Regions from separate parts of the Zea mays genome. Here region 1 is linked to region 2. The links are chromatin contacts, called in public Hi-C maps. All regions are on one chromosome and are shown on one strand. Each heading gives the region's core, a stretch centred on a gene start, on an enhancer-like site or on the middle of the called end of the contact. The rest is flanking DNA. Distances are from core to core; before and after follow the strand shown.

Evidence for each region. A called contact is a pair of places that touch in the nucleus more often than the background predicts.
Region 1: a contact with region 2 is called in a Hi-C map of bundle sheath, with 3 times the contacts expected there. The contact joins the promoter of LOC100383912 here to the promoter of LOC107546770 in region 2. A contact is called at or near these places in 5 of 25 Hi-C or Micro-C datasets (bundle sheath, ear, leaf and 2 more).

Annotation. Positions count from the first base shown.
Region 1 is chr2:44,434,201-44,438,782 of Zm-B73-REFERENCE-NAM-5.0, forward strand. It overlaps LOC100383912, which reads right to left and starts at 2,422. Exons shown (of 2, transcript NM_001394903.1): 1 at 2,187-2,422; 2 at 1-391. The coding sequence starts at 23.
Region 2 is chr2:44,178,725-44,182,999 of Zm-B73-REFERENCE-NAM-5.0, forward strand. It overlaps LOC107546770 (Pectinesterase 5), which reads left to right and starts at 1,332. Exons shown (of 2, transcript NM_001322852.1): 1 at 1,332-2,330; 2 at 2,408-3,338. The coding sequence starts at 1,337. The coding sequence ends at 3,102. It overlaps LOC100383094 (Galactose mutarotase-like superfamily protein), which reads right to left. Exons shown (of 5, transcript NM_001175765.1): 4 at 4,166-4,273; 5 at 3,332-4,070. The coding sequence ends at 3,448. It also overlaps a transcript of LOC100273682 not described here.

The DNA.
Region 1 (4,582 bases), core at 1,172-3,671, 260 kb after region 2:
ATGTCCATGAAGCCGTTATCCATCACAGTTAAGACAATATAACGATGGTGGAAAAGAAAATGAGATAAAAACCAGAGATCTCAAAGAACAGGGGGGGGGGGGGGGGGGGGGGGGCTGATGATATTTCTGCCCAGGCAGCTGCAGCGTTACTGACGATTTTTCAGACACGGACTGTAGAATAGACGAAATGAAAGAATATCAGCAGGAGTGTAGTACCAAAGCAACCACCACTGACAAACCCTGATGTGTCTGCACGGTCCATAATTATCTTGTCTATTTAGAATTTATGATCCAAAACTGCATAACTTTCCCAGCACTAAACAATATCTCTGGTGGTTGACATCTTGCATAGGCAGGAGCATCCAAATTATGTGTCTGCACAATCTTAAAGCTACAAGGAAAAAGGTAGTGTCAGATAAGATTCAGATATTAAACTATACATTAGGCATGATCTTATTTACTACTCCCTCCATTCTTTTTTATTTGTCCCGTTTTAGTTCAAAAATGAACTAGTTGGTGACAAATATTCGAGAACGGAGGTAGTAATTACTAGTGGTAGAATTTGCCGAAGCTCGAGCAAGTAAACATATGGTTGTAATGTTTACATAGGTTTAAGTAAATATAAGGTGGCAACCACATGATAGAAGAAATAGTCAAGGGCTGGTATTCGGGAAATAATATTACTTAGAACTGACCTAAAGTAATCAAAGTCAGAACCCATGAGTAACAGTATTCAACAGATTGAATTTTTTTTTGTGTGTGCACAAGATCATTTAACAGAGGTAAGTAATAAAAAAAAACTCGGCCGGGAAGGGTAAGACCACCCTCTCGGTATTTCATTAATAGAAGCCTGCGGCAACGGCCCCGGCTGAGAAACTTCTGAACCCTGTCCTCCCATCACTAACGAGCCGATTCAAGCTGCCCACTCTGCAAAGAACCTCCCAAACCCGAGGGTGGCGCACAACCAAGTTGTAGCCCGTGAGCGGATGTGGATTAGCGAGGGGATTTTTTTGTGCATGGCCAAGGTTCGAACCGTGACCTGGTGAAAGGGACCCTGCCGCCTTCACCACTGAGGTATTACCCCATCTGCCAGAGGTAGCTAATATGATTGTAATCTTTCCCGGGCATGTCACCAAAGCCGTTGGCAAACCTGGAACAATAATTTGCACAGGTGGAATCCTAAGGAATGTGTTATTTTTACAGAATTCGTTTTGTTTTCCATAACTTGGATGCTATCTTTACTAGCTAAATCCACAGAGGAGTTTTACATAGCTCTATGTGTGCTCTCTGCCAGGGTTTGATAATGATAGAATAAGCAAACCATTGTGTCATATGCACATCACATCTTTCTCAGGAATTTGGAATCACACACATGACAGGTTCATCTGAAATATCAGAATTGAGGATAGCTAAGAACAATTGAAGCTACCTAGAATTCAGCACACAAAATAGGGTTCTCAGTTCTCCATAAGTAAGAAATATAAAACGAGAGAAGCCATCAATCCATCAAAACGCGAGCTGTCAGGTTAGCTGTGTTCAAATGTCTACTTACGATGACCACGCTGAAGCTCTTCAGATTTAGAAGCCACAAAAAAATCCCGGGTAATATGAACAGACATTTATTATAAGAAGAAAACCTTTTGGGGGCTGGCAAGGATTTGCTGGCAAGAACGCAGAGATGCTTAGCAGTAACAAGGAACTCTTGACCAGAGAGTACAGCTAGCCGGGAGCAAAAGAAGTACAAAGAAGGACGTAAATCAAAGGAATTAAAAAAAAGGAAAACATGCGTCCTTTCTCTTTGTAGACATGCTTCAGAGCCCCGTACTGTCCGAATTGCAGGCACCGCAAATATTCCCAAATACAGAGGCCGCCTACTCCAGCCTAGGCCGCCTAAATCTCGCAGCTATCGTTCTCCTCGCGGAAGTGTAGGACGAGAGGGCACGGAGCCACAGACACAGCAGATCTGAACAAGCGAATAGCGACACCACCCACCATCAGATGGAACGCGGGAGGGAATTCCCCAACCACATGAGGTTCCCCGAAGAGGGACATGGCACCTTAATCCCGAAAGCTCTCGTACCCGCAACACCCTGGCGTAGTAGCATGCATGCACATCGTGGCCGAAGGAATGAAAGGAAGGAAGAGAGGAGGGATTGGGACGAGAGGAGGCGGGAGTAAAGCATCACCTCTCGCTGGGACGGCGGACGGAGGACGGGCGGCCTCGGCGGGCGAGGAGGGGAAGAGGAAATCGCTGGGAAGAGGAGAGATGGAGTGGTGTTTTGTTTTGGTGGACTACCTCCGGAGCCTCCTGTATTCTGATGAACCGAGCAGGGACCACGAAGGCTCTCCGCTTACAGGTGGAATTGGAATGCAGCTGAGACGAAACGAGGCGAGAAGCGAGATTGATATGGTAGGGTTCCTCCTCCAATCCGTCTCGGCGCGGGTGGGGTGGGGTGGGGTGGGACGGGAGGACGGCGGAATGGGTGGATGACGACGGGTTTACATGACAAGGCTGGCTCCGTGGATCGGCTCGGCGGCATCAACAACGGCTGGCTTGGCAGGCCAAGCGGCGCCCAGCTGTGAGCACTACTCTAATATAATTATTATCGCCTTTTGCTTTTGATTTGGCTTCATGCTCCTCTGACAACAGGTTGCTAGGTCGCCTGGCTTAGGGCAGCCACAATGATACTCCCTCCGGTTTCCTATTAGTTGTCGTTTAGGACAACGACACGGTCTCAAAAATATAACTTTGACTAATGTTTTTTGTTAAAATACAAATGAACTCTTAATATATTTATACTTTTATAAAAGTATTTTTTATGATAAATTAGTGTATATAAATATTAGGTTCCAAAACTAAATAACAAAATAGTTATTTGTAGTCAAAATTTTATAAGTTTGACTCGAACCTTATCCAAAACGACAACTAATAGGAAACCGGAGGGAGTATATAGGGCCTGTTTGGCATGGCTCCAGAGCAAAACTCCAAGGAGGAGCTGGCCAGAGCATGCCAAACACCCTAACTCTAGAGTTATAAACTCTATGGAGTTTTTGGAGCTGCAGTACAATTTTTTGGAGTACCTCTTTTGCTGCTCTGAAAACTCCAAAAAAGCAACCTAGTCATGGAGTTTTGAGTTATTTACCCGCCATTGCCACTGGTTATGAGAAACAATCTAAACTCTGGAGCAGAGCTGCTCCACCCAGAGTTTTAGAGTAGAGCTGCTCTGGGGTGGAGCAGAGCCATGCCAAACACACCCATAGATAGCACAATTTCTATAGCAACATTTATATCATCTATATATTATATTAAAGTAAATCTTTGCAATGTAGTAGATACTTATAGCTATTTCTAATACGTACATATACTCTCTATACCACCTCGGTTTCAACGGTAGCTCTGTCCCCTCTGGCAGGACGTTATCTACAAGTTTCCTTGGCGTAGTCCCGGCTTTTATTAAAGATTGCTCCTCCCCGGCCCGCCTATAAATCCACCAGTTTACGTTTACAGTTTACGCTTCCTCTCTTGCTTTACATTTCGTTTACAGAATTGCAGCCGCTGTAATCGGGCTATAAAAGCCGCTCGTTCGAAGAAAGCGAAAGTGTATTAGTTCTGAGATCGATGTATGATCCGCCTAATTCATATGATATGAAATAACGAATGTGAAATAACGCTTCCAGATTAAGTAATCTGCCTCCGGCAAAAACAATCGTATAGATTTATACTAGGTTTATAGATAACAGCTCTCTCTGTCTTCATTTAATTTATTGTCATATATATAGGATAGATATTAACATGGACTTCTTGTAGTGATCTAACTTGACACCATTAGGGCTGCCCTTAGCGGACGAGAGGTCATAACCTGCCAAAATTTAAAACTGAAAATTTTGTTAATGTTAGACTAGTGCCTACACAAAGAATGCACGTATATAAAAATGCACACGTTACGACCTCATATGTACCAAAAATGCATAATAAATATATTTGAAGTTGAAAATATTGATACTATTTTCTACTCCCTCCGTCTCAAAATAGTACTTGTTTTAGCTCTTGATCTTTATGTATATATTTTAAAAAAAATAATGATGAATCTAAACACAAGTATAAAACATATATATGAAGTATTGTATGTACCTAATAATTATTTAAAACGAATTTTAATTTAGGATAGAGAGAGTATATAACAAATCAAGTTTAAAAGGGCTTGACTCTTTAATAAGAGTAATATATATTTTATTTTTTTGACCTACAAAGTACTAAGGACTTGTTTGGTTGGAAGCGTGGCAAAGTTGTTTGGGCCAGGCAGCTTTCTAGGCCTATACATGTACATGTGGGCCGACCTGGTCCAGCACGGCACAGGCCCACAAAAGCACGGCCCACAAAGGCACGGCCCACAAAAGCACATATCTAATTATGGGTCGTGCCGTGCCAGCACATGTGCCTAGTCATCGGCCCACGGCACGGCCCACAATTAGTTATGTGTGTCAGGCCGGCCCAAATAGCCCAAAATACCTTAATGTGCCAGACCGGCCCATATACATACAACAGTAATATATCAACAAAAAATATAAAATATATATGACC
Region 2 (4,275 bases), core at 82-2,581:
TTTGTCAGGGTGGTACTGTGTGTCTGTGCATTTAGGTGAGATTTGCTAAGTTGCAAGTATGTCAACTTGAGTAGGAAAATTTCAATTAAAAGTATCTGAGAACTGGTAGGAAATTCGTGGCTGAAAGACATGTACGACTACCTAGCCTCTTCAACATAATCTTAGTTACAGTTCGGTAACCTGTGAACCTACTGGTAAAGATAAACATGTGCTTGTTTAAGAACCATTGTATTTTCTTCTATTGATTTTCATGATCAATTGCTGGGTTATAGATTAAATTCCATGATCAATTCCATGCTAAGTTGCAATTTCTATTGATTTTCATGATCAATTGTCTTCTATTGATCAGCAGTGCTGGGCGGGGTTGACAGAGAGTTAGATGACGCTGACGTTGTCGTGGTAGACAAGTGTGCTACTGGTGAGGGGACTGTGAAGCTCCTGGAGGAGCTGAGTTGGTGCATCCAGCTTGCCTTAGCCACCCCATTGTCGACAACTAGGTACTCACCCTCAGCACACTGGAGCGTGAGACCACATGCTGACACTCACTTGGAGGACTAAGAGATGAGGTTGGCCACAAGAAACACTGCATAGCCAGAGGTAGACCGATGGGTGTCCGAGTGCTCATGTCTAGAGGAGTGCTCGCATACGGTCGTTTTGGTAGAGCGGGAGTATTTCAACTATGGTAAATTTTAATATTTCAATATGGAGACTCCAAGAGCCGTTCCGTTCCTCTTTTGTTTGAAGCCAAACATCCAAAAAATAAGAATGAAATAGTTACATTCTCTTCCATTCAACCAAACACACCCTTAATCTGACTTACCACTCGAATGAGGTAGCAATTCATTATTACCATCTAAGCCAATGGCTATGGTAACATGCGAACAAATAGTGACGAGTACCAACAATAATAAGCAACTTCATATTTGGGGAAGATCATATATACTAAGCAACTTGAGCAAAGACAAAAAAAAAGCTAAGCCCAAAGGAAAAAAAAATATATACTTAATGAAGATCTCTGACTCTCCGTCCAATCTAGGCTCATCACAATACCGTTTGTCCTCCAGAATTAGCACAGCCCATTTTAGAAAAGGTGCTACAAGACACTGAAACGTAAAAGAGCTACCCAAATATCCAGAACGGAAAACCTATTGACCACGTCCTTTACCTCTCAAATAGACGATGCTCTTCTGCACGTCAAAATATAGCGACTCCCAACGAACACGGGCCGCCACACAACATTGAAACCATGCATCCACGTCCGTACGCAGCCATTTGATCGTCATGGTCGCTATAAATTTGCTCCCCGTCCGATTCAACAACAAGCTTGTGGCCCAAGATGGCAAATGCTCTCCTAGGTGGCCTGTGGGCGATCGTCGTCGTCGCGGTGGTCGTCGGCGTTGTCGCCACCGTCACCCACTCCGGCAAGAAGGCCGGCGACGACTTCACCGTCCCGGGGGAAGCCTCCATTGCCACGTCCGGCAAGTCGGTCGAGTCCCTGTGCGCGCCCACGTTGTACAAGGAGTCGTGTGAGAAGACGCTCTCCCAGGCCACCAATGGCACCGAGAACCCCAAGGAGGTGTTCCACAGCGTTGCCAAGGTGGCGCTGGAGTCGGTGAAAACAGCGGTCGAGCAGTCCAAGACGATCGGCGAGGCTAAGGCCAGCGACTCCATGACCGAGAGCGCGCGAGAGGACTGCAAGAAGCTCCTCGAGGACGCCGTTGACGACCTCAGGGGCATGCTCGAGATGGCCGGCGGCGACATCAAGGTGCTTATCAGCCGGTCCGACGACCTCGAGACATGGCTCACGGGCGTCATGACGTTCATGGACACCTGCATCGACGGCTTCGTCGACGAGAAGCTCAAGGCCGACATGCACACCGTGCTGCGCAACGCCACCGAGCTCAGCAGCAACGCGCTCGCCATCACCAACAGCCTCGGCGGGATCCTGAAGAAGCTGGACCTCGGCATGTTCAAGAAGGACTCGCGTCGCCGGCTCCTGTCGGAGCAGGACGAAAAAGGCTGGCCAGTGTGGATGAGGTCGCCGGAGAGAAAGCTCCTGGCGGCGGGCAACCAGCCTAAGCCGAACGCGGTGGTGGCCAAGGACGGCAGCGGCCAGTTCAAGACCATCCAGCAGGCTGTGGACGCCATGCCCAAGGGCCAGCAGGGGAGGTACGTCATCTACGTGAAGGCCGGCCTCTACGACGAGATCGTCATGGTCCCCAAGGACAAGGTCAACGTCTTCATGTACGGCGACGGGCCCAAGCAAAGCCGCGTGACCGGCCGCAAGAGCTTCGCTGACGGCATCACCACCATGAAGACCGCCACATTCTGTGAGCGAGCCTTCTTCTTCACCACCATTTTATATGTACATAGACGTGCCAGGAACTTTATGGATATGGATTGGCAGCCGTCGAGGCGTCCGGGTTCATCTGCAAGAACATGGGCTTCCACAACACGGCCGGCGCGGAGAGGCACCAGGCGGTGGCGCTCCGCGTTCAGGGAGACCTCGCGGCGTTCTACAACTGCCGGTTCGACGCGTTCCAGGACACGCTGTACGTGCACGCCCGGCGCCAGTTCTTCCGCAACTGCGTCATCTCCGGCACCATTGACTTCATCTTCGGCAACTCGGCGGCGGTGTTCCAGAACTGCCTCATCGTCACGCGGCGGCCCATGGACAACCAGCAGAACTCGGTGACCGCGCACGGCCGCACGGACCCCAACATGAAGTCGGGGCTCGTCATCCAGAACTGCCGCCTGGTGCCCGACCAGAAGCTCTTCCCCGACCGCTTCAAGATCCCCTCGTACCTGGGCCGACCCTGGAAGGAGTTCTCGCGCCTCGTCATCATGGAGAGCACCATCGCCGACTTCATCAAGCCCGAGGGCTACATGCCCTGGAACGGCGACTTCGGCATCAAGACGCTCTACTACGCCGAGTACAACAACCGCGGCCCCGGCGCCGGCACCAGCAAGAGGGTCACCTGGCCTGGGTTCCACGTCATCGGCCGGAAGGACGCCGAGCAGTTCACCGCCGGGCCGTTCATCGACGGCGGGTTGTGGCTCAAGTTCACCGGCACGCCGCACATCCTCGGGTTCAAGTTCTAAAGACCGCATGCATGGCATGGTATATACAGCACACGCTAGGGAGGTGGTACATACATGTTTGTACCTGAGGTGTCGCAGGACAGGAGGGCTAACGTTTGTACCTTTACCCTTTTTTTCTTTTCTTTTTGATTCCTTTGGTTGTTTCTCTTGGTGAAAATTTTCAGGAAACGAAAAATATTTTGGACAGTGATCTGTTGCGTCATTGATTAATGCATAGTTTGTGTGTTTTAAAAAAATCCACTGACTCTGTTGTTGCAGGGCAGCTGATCAAACCCTCAGTATTCGCCTAGGTACGTCTCAAACACCAATAACGAACGTTGTACATCAAACCAAACCATGCACCTGCTAGAACGAGAACTTGAAGACCATGTCGTGCTTGTACTCCTGTCCGGGCAACAGGGTCTGAGACGGGAACTCGGGGTGGTTCACTGCGTCCACGTACCCCATGGTCTCCAGCGTGAACCCGGCGTACTGGTCGTACACCCCGCCGCCCTTCCCCTGGGTGTGGTTGAGCCAGTTCCCGGTGTAGAGCTGCACGGTGGCCTGGTTCGCCCACAGCTCCACCGCCCTGCCGGACGCGCCGTCCCGGACCTGCGCCACGGGCCGCATCCCTTCCCCGTCGACGACGTAGTTGGCGTCGTACCCGACGACCTTCCCGCCCGTGACCTGGCGGATGCGCGCGCCGATGGGCGTGGGCGTCCGGAAGTCCAGCGGCGTGCCGGCGACGGGCGCGACGCGCCCCGACGAAGGCAGGAGCTCCTCGTCCAGCACGGCGTACCGCGACGCGTGCAGCCGGAGCTCGTGGCCCAGGACGTCCCCGCTGCCCTGCCCGCCCAGGTTCCAGTACGCGTGCAGCAGCAGGTTCACCGGCGTCGCCCTGTCCAGCGCCGTCGCGCTCATGTGCACGCCCAGCGTGTACGGGCCCGACACCCGGTACGTCACGTACGCGTCGAGGTTCCCGGGGAAACCTGCTCACCATAAATAAAGATTCCCGTTGACGGACGCTACTCGATCGAGCTCACAAGAGCTGTTAATTAAAGCCTTTTGGTTAATTTGGGCGTACCTTGCTCTCCGTCGAAGCTGTGGTAGTACAGGGTGACGTATGGGGAGTCGCCGCCGCCGACATACTCCTTCACCGTCCAGACGCTTTTGCTGAACGCTGTGCCACCACCT